Linked DNA regions of Sus scrofa: region 2 is linked to region 1. The links are chromatin contacts, called in public HiChIP or PLAC-seq maps. All regions are on one chromosome and are shown on one strand. Each heading gives the region's core, a stretch centred on a gene start, on an enhancer-like site or on the middle of the called end of the contact. The rest is flanking DNA. Distances are from core to core; before and after follow the strand shown. Region 1 overlaps ANK3 (ankyrin-3). Region 2 overlaps ANK3 (ankyrin-3).

Region 1 (5,525 bases), core at 768-3,267:
CACCAAAGTAGGCCAAAGCATACACAATGCACAGCCTATAATTTGATTTCCTCTTCTATAATCTGTAGCACATGGTTGAAACCTTCAGCCACAAGCCAATGGGTCTGAAGTGGAGGTCAATCAACTATTGCTTACTCACCAAATCCAGCACACCAGCCGTTTCTGTAAATAGTTTTACTGGAACACCACCACTCCTGTTTCTTCTGTTTCTTTTCTTCTTTTTCTTTCTTTTTTTTTTTTTTTTTTTTTTTTTTTTTTAATGGTCATACCTGCAGCATATGGAAGTTCCTGGGCCAGGGATTGAGTCTGAGCCACAGCTGCAACCTATGCCACAGCTATGGCAATGCCAGATCCTTTAACCTACTGCACCAGGCCAGGGATCAAACCCACACCTCTGCAGCAACACTAGCCACTGCAGTTGAATTCTTAACCCACTGTGCCACAGTGGGAACTCCCAACCACTCCCATTTCTGTGCATATTGTGTGAGGCTGCTTTATCAAGGCAGTGCTGGTGAATTGCAATGGAGATTGTGCAGCCTGAAAAGCCAGAAATGTTTGATATCTGAATTTGGCTGATTGCATCCTCATGGCAGAAAAAGTATGCATACCGGTTGGTCTAGAGCTATTTAGTCCTGTCTACTCGCCACCAGCCTCACTAACACACATTTGTTTTGCTTGGATCTTTTTCTCCTTTCGCTTAATAAACTATTATTGAACTGAGTTGTACTTTGGCACCCAAGAATAATGAGACAAAAGTTGTTCAGATGCAAGAATGTGGTAATGTAGTCACTACTAAAAGTATCTAAGTAGAAAAGTTTATAGAAAATACGAAAAGAATGTGCTAACACTCCATGAGGGTGCAATCAGCCAAATCCAGAATGTAGCAAACTTTACATAATAAATTACCCAGTTTATTATTATTATTATTTTTTTAACAGCTGCTCCTGTGGCATATGGAAGTTCCTGGGCTGGGGACTAAATCTGAATGGCAGCTGAGGCCTACACCACAGCCACAGCAATGGGGGATCCAAGCCACATCTGCAACCTACACTGCAGCTTACAGCAATGCCAGATCCTAAACCCACTGAGCAAGACCAGGGATTGAACCTGTGTCCTCACAGAGACTATGTTGAGTTCTTAATCCACTGAACCACAACAGGAACTCCAAAACTTGATAGCTTTTATGTTGTATTTGCTGTCACATGACAAAAATGTAACCCCTTATAAGTGTTGTTCATTTATCATGTAATTGACTTTTGTGAACTGCAAGCCTTAAACTCATATTGTTACTACACAAGAATAGGGAGCTATTGTTTTGGCAGAAGGATGCCCAACATCTCCTGAGTTTGGAAGGACCGTGTAACTGAGGTCTTCACGACCCATAATATGTTAATATCTCCTTACGTCTCACATTTTGGGTTTCAAACCAGATGACACATTGAAATTGATCAATTCAACCAAAATTTAAGTATGTGTGTTTCTAAACATTGAATCAGGTTCTTGATTCTTTAGGAGCAGATAGATGTTCTCTTTGGCTAGTGGTTTAGCTTCCTTTTTCTGCTATACTGAAAAATTAATGTTTAAAGCAATCCACTTCTACTACATTACCAAAAAAAAAAAAAAAAAAGAATAAGGATGCAAAATAGAGAATGTTTTCATTCTATACATATATTTTCTTCACAGCCTGGAAAGAATCACAGCACCTGTAAGATACTTGGAGGAAAAAAAGGATGGTGTTGAAGGGACCATGATTGGAGTATCAGATTGTCCTGACAGTATGTCTGTTCCTCAGAAGTAGTTGGAAAAAAAAAATCATCACAGTCATTTTTTGTGAGATGCTAATAAATGCCTGTGAACATATTTTAGCCCAGCATGCATGGGAAGCCCTGTGACCATGTAGAGCAGTGACAAATTGCCCAGTTTGAGTTACTCTTGAATCTCTGTGACAGCTTATACTCAGATGACCCAGAGCAGGCTCTGAGTAACATGACACTCCTTTCACCAAGTCTCAGCTGACTCATCGGCCACTTAGGCAACCACGCAGTAGCCAGAGTGCATTAGACACATTTATAGGGAAACGCAGTGACTTAAAGGCACAGAATGTTAGGACAAAAACAATCACCATTTCGTCCATCAGTCAAGTGAAATAAAATTGGATCCTACCCCACAGAGTGTATCCCTTAACATTCATCCTTCTTTTGGATCTCCTCCTGAGTGAAAGTCCTAACACAGAGACATGCTGGGAAACATTCTGTTCACAATGGATTAAAAAAAAAAAAAAAAAAAAAAAAAAAAAAAAAAAAAAAGCCTGAGAACGTGTTGGGGAAGTTTTATGAAGCAGTGTTTCTGTTGAACTCAAGATAATAAAACTGAGTTCCCTGGTGGCTCAGCAGCTTAAGGACCTGCATTGTCATTGCTGTGGTTCAGGTCACTGCGGCGGCTAGGGTTCGATCCCTGGACTGGGAACTTCTGCATTCTGTGAACCTGGCTGAAAGAAAAAAAAGAGAGAGAGAGAGATAATAAAACTGTGCTTTTTTTTTTTTTGTTCTTCCACAGAATGACATCACTCCTTTACATGTTGCATCAAAAAGAGGAAATGCCAATATGGTGAAACTATTACTTGATCGAGGAGCTAAAATCGATGCCAAAACAAGGGTAAGGGTACAACTCATGAACGTGTTTACACTTCTTTTCAGGAAGCGGGAATAATTCTCCTGATACCTTTATTGCTGGTTCAGTCCTGGCTTTCTCTTTATTTCATTTCTGTAGTCTTTTCAAAAAGGGCTGCTCAGTTTATGTCTCTTAAAATGGGATAATGACCCATATTTAGAAGTCTTTAACAGACGTTTAAATCATTCCTGGCTTTCATTATAGAGACTAAGGCCTAGGTCTAGAGTTTTAGTCGAGTTAAAATTTTAAGCATGTAATCGCTCTTGATACTGCAGGCAGAGCTCTTGGGCCAGTTTGAGACGAAGGCTGGCAGTTGTTCTATTTAAAAACAAATTGGTCTCCCTTTGCCCACTGCTGGTAGGAATGTGAAATGCAACAACCACTATGAAAAACAGTCTGGAGGTTCCTCAAAAAACAAACTAGAACTAGCATATTTTCCATCAACTTTCCTTGAGGGTATACACCCCAAAGCACTGAAAGTATCTTGAAGCCAAGCTTGCACAACCATATTTATTGCAGCATTGTTCACAGTAGCCAAGAGGTGGAAGCGGCCCAAATATCCAGACAGATAAATGGATAAAGACGATGTGGGATATACATACAGCACAATATTAGTCAACCTTACAAGGAAATCCTGTCACATTCTACAACATGAATGAGTCTTGAAGACATTATGCCGAGTGAAAGAAGCCAGTCACAAAAGCACAAATACTGGATGATTCCAATAGATGAGGTATTTAGAGTGGACAAAATCATAGAAACAGCAGTAGAAAGGTGATTGTCTGGGAATCTGAGGACAGGAAAATGAGATAGAGTTTCAATTTTGCAAGATAAGGTTCTAGAGATGTTATGCAACAATGTGAAAATGTTACCACTACTGAGCAGTGTACTTATAGATGTGTGATTATGTGTTTTTTACCACAATGTAAAAAACTTTTTTCAACACGTATCAGTCTAGCTCAGTGTTTGACATGCTGCTTGTTCAGTGTGATCACTATGTCCGTGGGGCGGCGGCGAGGAGAAGTGAAACTTAGAATCAAGTTGGAATCCCAGAGGGTAAGATTAGCCAGTTGACTTAGGTCAGCTATGTACCTTTCTGCACATAATTTCTCTATCTGAAAATAAAGAAAATTAACGGCCACCTTGAAGGGTTGTTGCAATGAGCAAGCTAATGTTTGTAAACTGCGTTGGCATAAAGTAGACCAGATATAAAGTCTAGGAGTTCCCTTGTGGCACAGAGGGTTAAGGATCTGGTGTTGTCACTGCAGTGGCTTGGGTTGCTACTGGGTACAGGTTTAGTCCCTGGCCTGGGAACTTGTGAATGCTGCAGGCATGGCCAAGAACACTCTCAAACAACTGAGTGTGCACCATTCAGTCATTACTAGTAGAGGTACACCTCAGAGATATCACAGGTTCAGTTCCAGACCACCACAATAGAGAATATCACAACTAAGCTGGTTACATGAATTTTTTGGTTCCCCAGGTATATAAAAGTTAGGTTTACACTATACTGTAGTCTATTAAGCATGCAATAGCATTCTGTCTTTTAAAGTGTACATAATTTAATTTAAAAAATACTTGATTACTAAAAAATGCTATTTTGCAAGTCATATCTTTTTGCAATAGTAACATAGAATCACTGACCAGAGATCACCATAATAAGTATAATCATAATGAGAAAGTTTTAAGTGGTACAGGAATTACCAAAATGTGATGCAGAGACATAAAGTAAGCAAACACTGTCGGAAAAATGAAAAAATGGCCCCAATAGACTTCCCTGACAGGGTTTCCACAAACTTTCAATTTATAAAAAAAAATGCATTATGTGTGTATCCCCATTGTGGCTTGGTAGTGACAAGCCCAACTAATGTCCATGAGGACTTGGGTTCGATCCCTGGCCTCGCTCAGTGGGTTAAGGATCTGGCATTGCCATGAGCTGTGATGTAGGTCGAGGATGCAGCTCTGATCCCGTGTTGCTGTGGCCATGGTGTAGGCCGGCAGCTACAGCTCCAATTCAACCCCTAGCCTGGGAATTTCCCTATGCTACGGGTAGGGCTGTGAAAAAAAAAAAAAAAAAAAAGGCAGTATCTGCAATGAGCATAAAACAAAGCACAATAAAATGAGGTATGTCTGTGCAACTCTGAGCTCCAATTAACATTAAACTTCTACCTAGGGATTTTCCTTTTTTCTTTAGTATTTATTTTTCTGAAGTATAATTGACATATAACATTGTATTAGTCTGAGGTGTACAACATACTGATTTTATATTTGTGTATATTGTGAAATGGTCATCATAATAATTGTAGTTAATGGCTGTCACCACACATAGTTAACATTTTTTTTCCCTTGTGAGGAGAACTTTGAAGCATACTTCTCCCAGCAACTTTCAGCTACATAATACAGTGTTATTAACTATAGTCATTATACTGCACATGACATCCTCAGGGCTTATTTATTTTAGAACCGAAACTTGGTACCTTTTGACCATAAGCAGGGATTTTCTTTTTCAACATTCCACATAAGAGTGAGGATAACCAAATGTGGTCTCACCATAAACATCCTCCTATGTAAGTGTTTAAGGTCGTTTTCCCTGTTTTGTCTTTGTACAGCTTGCAATCCTGTGCTTCCCCTTTCCAGGAATCCTGATCTCCCTTTTTCTAAAACTGGCCTGGTACTTGATTCCTGTAGTTCCTTGATTCACTGCTGCATTTATCTATCTATCTATCTATCTATCTATCTATCTATCTATCTATCTATCTATCTATCCATCCATCTATCCATCTATTCTGGGGGGGGGTGCACTCACAGCATATGGAATTCCCAGGCTAGGGGTCAAATCGGAGCTGCAGCTGCCA
Region 2 (5,393 bases), core at 1,668-4,167, 81 kb before region 1:
TCCTGCGTTGCTGTGGCCGTGGTGTAGGTTGGCGGCTACAGCTCTGATTCAACCCCTAGCCTGGGAACCTCCATATGCCACAGGTACGGCCCTAGAAAAGACAAAAAGACAAAATAAATAAATAAATAAAGTCAAGGAATGAAGAAAAGAGGAGGTCAGACTGCAGGGAGTTCTGAGGGCAGAGGCGGGAAGCTGTCACTCAACAGATAAAGGCGTGCATAGCCCAGCAGAAACGTGGGTTCAGACTTGCCAGATCCTTGCTTTTTTTGTTTTGTTTTAGACAGAAACGCTAGATTTTGATTTGAAATCTCTCAGTGTGTAAGTGTTGACAACTGAAAATATTTTATTACAACACAGAATCCAAGAAAATATGCATTTGCCGTTTGCTATCAGTATGTGACCTTCCGTTTAGAATCACTTTAGAATTGGTCCCGGCTGCCTTCTAGCTGGTGTTTTTGGCAAGTTACCTGATGTCTCTGAACTTTAGTTTCTCTTTCACAACTGTAGTGAGAAATACTGCTTCACAGTGTAGCAATGAGCACTTAAAGAACATACATAAGAAATTAATACAGTGCCTAGCCTGCAGAGTACTTAATAACTGTTAAATAATAATGATGATGGCTATGATTATATTATGATTAAATTAAGCATAGGAATTTCTGGTATGCCTAAGGACTCGACCTCCAAAAATGGCAATTTCATGTGGGCATTATATTATACAGTGTTGCTGTACACCTGAAACTAACACAGCACTGTAAATCAACTATACTCCAATAAAATGTTCTTTAAAAATATTATATAGGAGTTCCCGTCGTGGCGCAGTGGTTAATGAATCCGACTAGGAACCATGAGGTTGCAGGTTCAATCTCTGCTCTTGCTCAGTGGGTTAAGGATCCAGCGTTGCCGTGAGCTGTGGTGTAGGTTGCAGATGCCGCTCAGATCCCGCGTTGCTGTGGCTCTGGCGTAGGCTGGCAGCTACAGCTCCGATTAGACCCCTAGCCTGGGAACCTCCATATGCTGCAGGAGCGGTCCAAGAAATGGCAAAAAGACAAAAAAAATTAAAAAATATTATATAGTATAATTATAGTAGTAATTTTACTATTAATTTAAAATCCTACCCTGGATTTTAAATAATATTATCATTAATTAATAATATTATATTAATATTATTTTATCATTACTATTTTATTTTTGTCTTTTTAGGGCCACACCTGCGGCATATGGAAGTTCCCAGGCTAGGGGGTCAAGTCAGAGCTGTAGCTGCGGGCCTACACCACAGCAATGAGAGATCTGAGCCACATCTGTGACCTATACCACAGCTCATGGCAACACTGGTTCTTTAACCCACTGAGCAAGGCCAGGGATCAAACCCGTATCCTCATGGATACTAGTCAGGTTCATTAACCACTGAGCCATGATGGGAACTCTTATTTTATCATTACTATTAATATTAAGCTTACATACGCACTCACTAAATGTATAATTACAGGAAGTTCCCACTGTGGCTCAGGAGTAATGAACTTGACTAGTATCCATGAGGACATGGGTTAGATCCCTGGCCTTGCTCAGAGTGTTAAAGGATTCAGCATTGCCGTGAGCTGTGGTGTAGGTCACAGATGCCACTTGGATCCCGTTTTGCTGTGACTGTGGCATAGGCTGGCAGCTACAGCTCCGATTCAACCCCTAGCCTGGGAACTTCCATACACTGCGGGTGAGGCCCTAAAAAGACAAAAGATAATGTAAAATAAAATAAACACATACTTATGATCCCCCTTTTTTACTCCTTTTTTCCTTGGTGCTTATCCTATTGACCATATTCAAAAACTTATTTATTAAGTTTATGGCTTAGAGTCTGTCAGCCCCACCCGTGCTGGTATGTAAGCTTCAATAAAACAGAGATCTTTTCTGTTTTGTTCATTATCTTTCTCTGCCCACCCACCACAGCACCTAAAGGAGTGTCTGACACTTAGTAGACACTCTCTAAATAGGCAGTGAATGAAGGGACTTGCACACTGCCTTTGCAAAATTGAATGCAGTTGACTAGGGACCTTTTCCTTCAAGCCTTACAGGGTTGAGAAACCTATTGATTAGAACTTGTTTAAATAAATCATAAATGTATCATGCTGTATTTTTCTTTATGGCCACACCCAAGGTATATGGACGTTCCCAGACTCAATCCAAGCAACAGCTGCAGCAAGGTGGCATCTTTTAACTCACTGACCTCAGCTGGGGATTGAGCCCATGCCGCAGCGTGAAATCCTAGTGCTGTATTTTTAAAAAGATGAGCAATTTTATTTGTCCTCAGAAAGAAGGACATTAGGTTCTTAAGAGAATTCTCCTTGTCAGTACAGTATGCTTCCTCTTTGTGTGTGTGTGTGTGTGTGCGCGCGCGCATGCAGGCGCACATGTGTGCACACAGGCACACAAATGCATGCACACACTCAGACATATATTCAATAATAAAGGTAATAAAGACATTAAAAGTTTTAAAAGCCCAAGGCAGGACTCACTGGGTCCCAGAGACAGGAGAAAATGGTATTATTGTCTCCAGAAGGAATGTCAGAGGAGCCTGCATATGAGGAAAGTGCTGATAAGCAGAATGACAAAAGCTGGTTTCACGAGTGATTCCCAGCAGCCAGGGTACACTCCCGACTGATAGCCCTGCTATTTTTGGCATCCCCCCATCATGGCTCAATACACGCAGCTTGATTGGAAGCCACAAATATGGTCATTCTGTGGGGAATTCTGGGAGGCACAACTGTATTTGTAAGGACCAAGGCACCGTCCGGACTCCGTGTGCCTCCGCTCACCCCTCACCCCAAGAGTCAAGAAAATTCTGACCAGCTCTGGCCTCCTTACTGGGAGGTTGGGGAAACCTTTATGTTTCCCAAGGTGGATATTTTTAGACCTGGTGCTCTGTCCAAAGTGTTAACTAACTGAGTTATCAGGTTTCCTACTTGGCCACAGAGAATGGCAGTGGAAGAGGGAGAGGGCTCCCCAGAACAAGTAAGCATCTACAGTTTCCGAATGAAATGCATGTTCCTTATGGAAGTTCCGTTTGAGCCTGAATAGGGGTGCCTTTTACAAAATGTTTGTTGCCAGAAGGAAAGAAGCCAGTCAGTCTGCACTAGGGACTGCCTGAGTTCCCTGTGTGTAGGACAGTGGGCTGTCTTTCTTTCTGTTTTGCTCTGATCTGGATTCTAGGTACGTTTTGCCTCTGATGTAATTTGGGGTATGCTCAGCTCAGGTCAGTCTTAAGAGGATGCTTATTGAGATAAAAAAAAGATGGTGGGTGATTAGGGGTGCCGGAAGGGCCTAGCAGACCCAAGAATGTAAGAAGGTTTACATTTTCACCCTTTTCTAAGAGAAATCTGAGAGCTTTAAAACTCAGTCTTTTCTGTATTAATTACAAGGGGGGGATGGACTTTTACAGTTGAAGGAGAAAACATTATAGAGTTAAAATTTGGTTTTGAAACTCATGTAAATGGTAGACGGAGGATGTAACTGGGGGTGGAAAATGTAATTTTATTTTTGTTTTCATAGAATTGCACATAGATATAAATACATTATCTTCTTAATTTTAAATAATTCACATAGTAAGCCATTTTCCCTTAAGGGATGCTGTATGGAGAAAGGGGTTAATAATTTGGTGTATGTTTATAAAATTTTGATGTCTTTGATTCTTAGGGATTCACAAAAAACTGTTTAGATTATGGCAGACTTCAAGATTTCATGTGCTCTCTTGTTTCTACCTGTATCTCTTCAGTTAGTATCACTTTATGTAACTACAAGAACATGCATGTACTGTGAATAGAGGGGAGAAATATTTGCTTTTCATACAATATATTAAATTCTGAGCATAAGATGAGCATTTTGTATAAAATGATCATAATGACTAGAAGAAGATATAATAAAAATGAGTGCATTGTGCTAGATCTAACCTTAGGTAGGCAGACATGTTAATGGTTTTGAGAAAAGAACTGTCATTTCTCAGTGCCACAAAAAGCAATTTGGAGAATACTCTCACAACTTTGAACCTCATTTGAAGTGGATTCAGTTTTTGTTTTTGGTTTTATTTTTTTATTATTGTTGATTTACAATGTTCCGTCAAATTCTGCTGTACAGTAAGTGACCCAGTCACACGTATATATATGTATGTTCTTTTTCTCATGTTACCCTCTACCAAGAAGTGGATTCAGTTTTAACCTTGGTATTCCTAGAGGTAGTTTAATCTTTTAGCAGAGAATATTCTTTTATGACTTTTATGGAATGTTGCTATATTCTAGAGTAGACATTTATGAGATTTTAGTCTGAGTAAAACTTTGTAAACATTCTGTGTGCCTCCAAGAAAGACCTTTATAGATTCAACATTGACGATATACTAAAGATATAGATGTTGTTCATGAATTCCAGGCATCCATTGTAATTTACTGGTAATAAAGCATATTGGCAGGTGAGTTCTAAAAATCATGTTATATCACTCCCAAAATAATCAACTTACCCTTCAGAAATTATGAGCTATTTTGAAGGTTGAATGTTGGATATGCATTCTGTTCAATTAGTTGTAGAACTAAAAACTTTCTATATAATCATAATGACATTTGCTGATTACTTAATGAGACTTGGTTTTGAGAATACTAATTGCTGGGAGTTTTGAGCCAAGTGTAGATATAACAGATCATAAAGAATGTACCTGAAAAAACTTTGGCCTCTTATGAATTAATAAGTTAATCTAAAAAAAATCTGAGGTCCACAAGGAAAAGTTGAATAAAAGCAGACAATCTTGTTTCTGCCTCATGTCAGAATATATCAACTAAATACTGAAAGCATTTGATCCCAGCCCATATGTGCAACGTTTTCTGTTTTGGTGGGCCTGCTGTTTAAAAAACGTGTAATAAAATGACAGGCTGAATTTGAAATTATCCTGCCCTAAGCAGTTACTCTGTAAGGCTACTGACCCGATACAGATCACACAGAAGTCCCGTCACAATGGAGTAGCATGTACTATTGCTGTCCTGGGTTTAGTTGGACAGTGAATAAGAATTATTCATCTTCTGGTTTCAACTCTGACTTGAATGGAAGACTGAACAATTCATCTGCATGAGCTGAACTATGGATAAAATCCTGCAAAGAGGGTACAGTAATTACATTTTCACAAATGATCATTAATACCTCTTGCTACCTCTGTTTGGCTTGTGGTTTCTAGATTATTATTTAGAGATTTTCTACAGGATCGCTTAGTCTGTTTTGGGAGAAACTTCCAGTGATTTTTACAACTTGCTATTGGGAAACATTTGCAGTACAAACCTTCTAAAATGTGAATGTCTGTGTACCTTTGTCCATTTTAGAAATTTTCATGGATTGCTAATAATCAAGCTTTTATAGAAGAAATA

The links. HiChIP or PLAC-seq counts read pairs in DNA pulled down with a chosen protein or histone mark.
Region 2: a contact with region 1 is called in an H3K27ac HiChIP or PLAC-seq map of skeletal muscle. The contact joins two enhancer-like sites. A contact is called at or near these places in 3 of 47 Hi-C or Micro-C datasets (fetal heart ventricle, heart right ventricle and skeletal muscle) and 1 of 2 datasets of contacts at active chromatin or transcription factors (skeletal muscle).

What each region holds. Positions count from the first base shown.
Region 1 is chr14:63,622,338-63,627,862 of Sscrofa11.1, reverse strand. It overlaps ANK3 (ankyrin-3), which reads left to right. Exons shown (of 47, transcript XM_005671012.3): 8 at 2,557-2,655. Among named protein-coding and RNA genes, the nearest start is that of ANK3, 180 kb to the left of the region's middle. Within about 2 kb of position 2,017, at least 25 of the 83 cell types and tissues checked have an H3K27ac peak or open chromatin away from gene starts, as enhancers often do. A contact at or near this core is called in skeletal muscle, where this site is marked.
Region 2 is chr14:63,704,320-63,709,712 of Sscrofa11.1, reverse strand. All of the region lies in intron 1 of ANK3 (ankyrin-3), which reads left to right. Among named protein-coding and RNA genes, the nearest start is that of ANK3, 100 kb to the left of the region's middle. Within about 2 kb of position 2,917, at least 8 of the 83 cell types and tissues checked have an H3K27ac peak or open chromatin away from gene starts, as enhancers often do. A contact at or near this core is called in skeletal muscle, where this site is marked.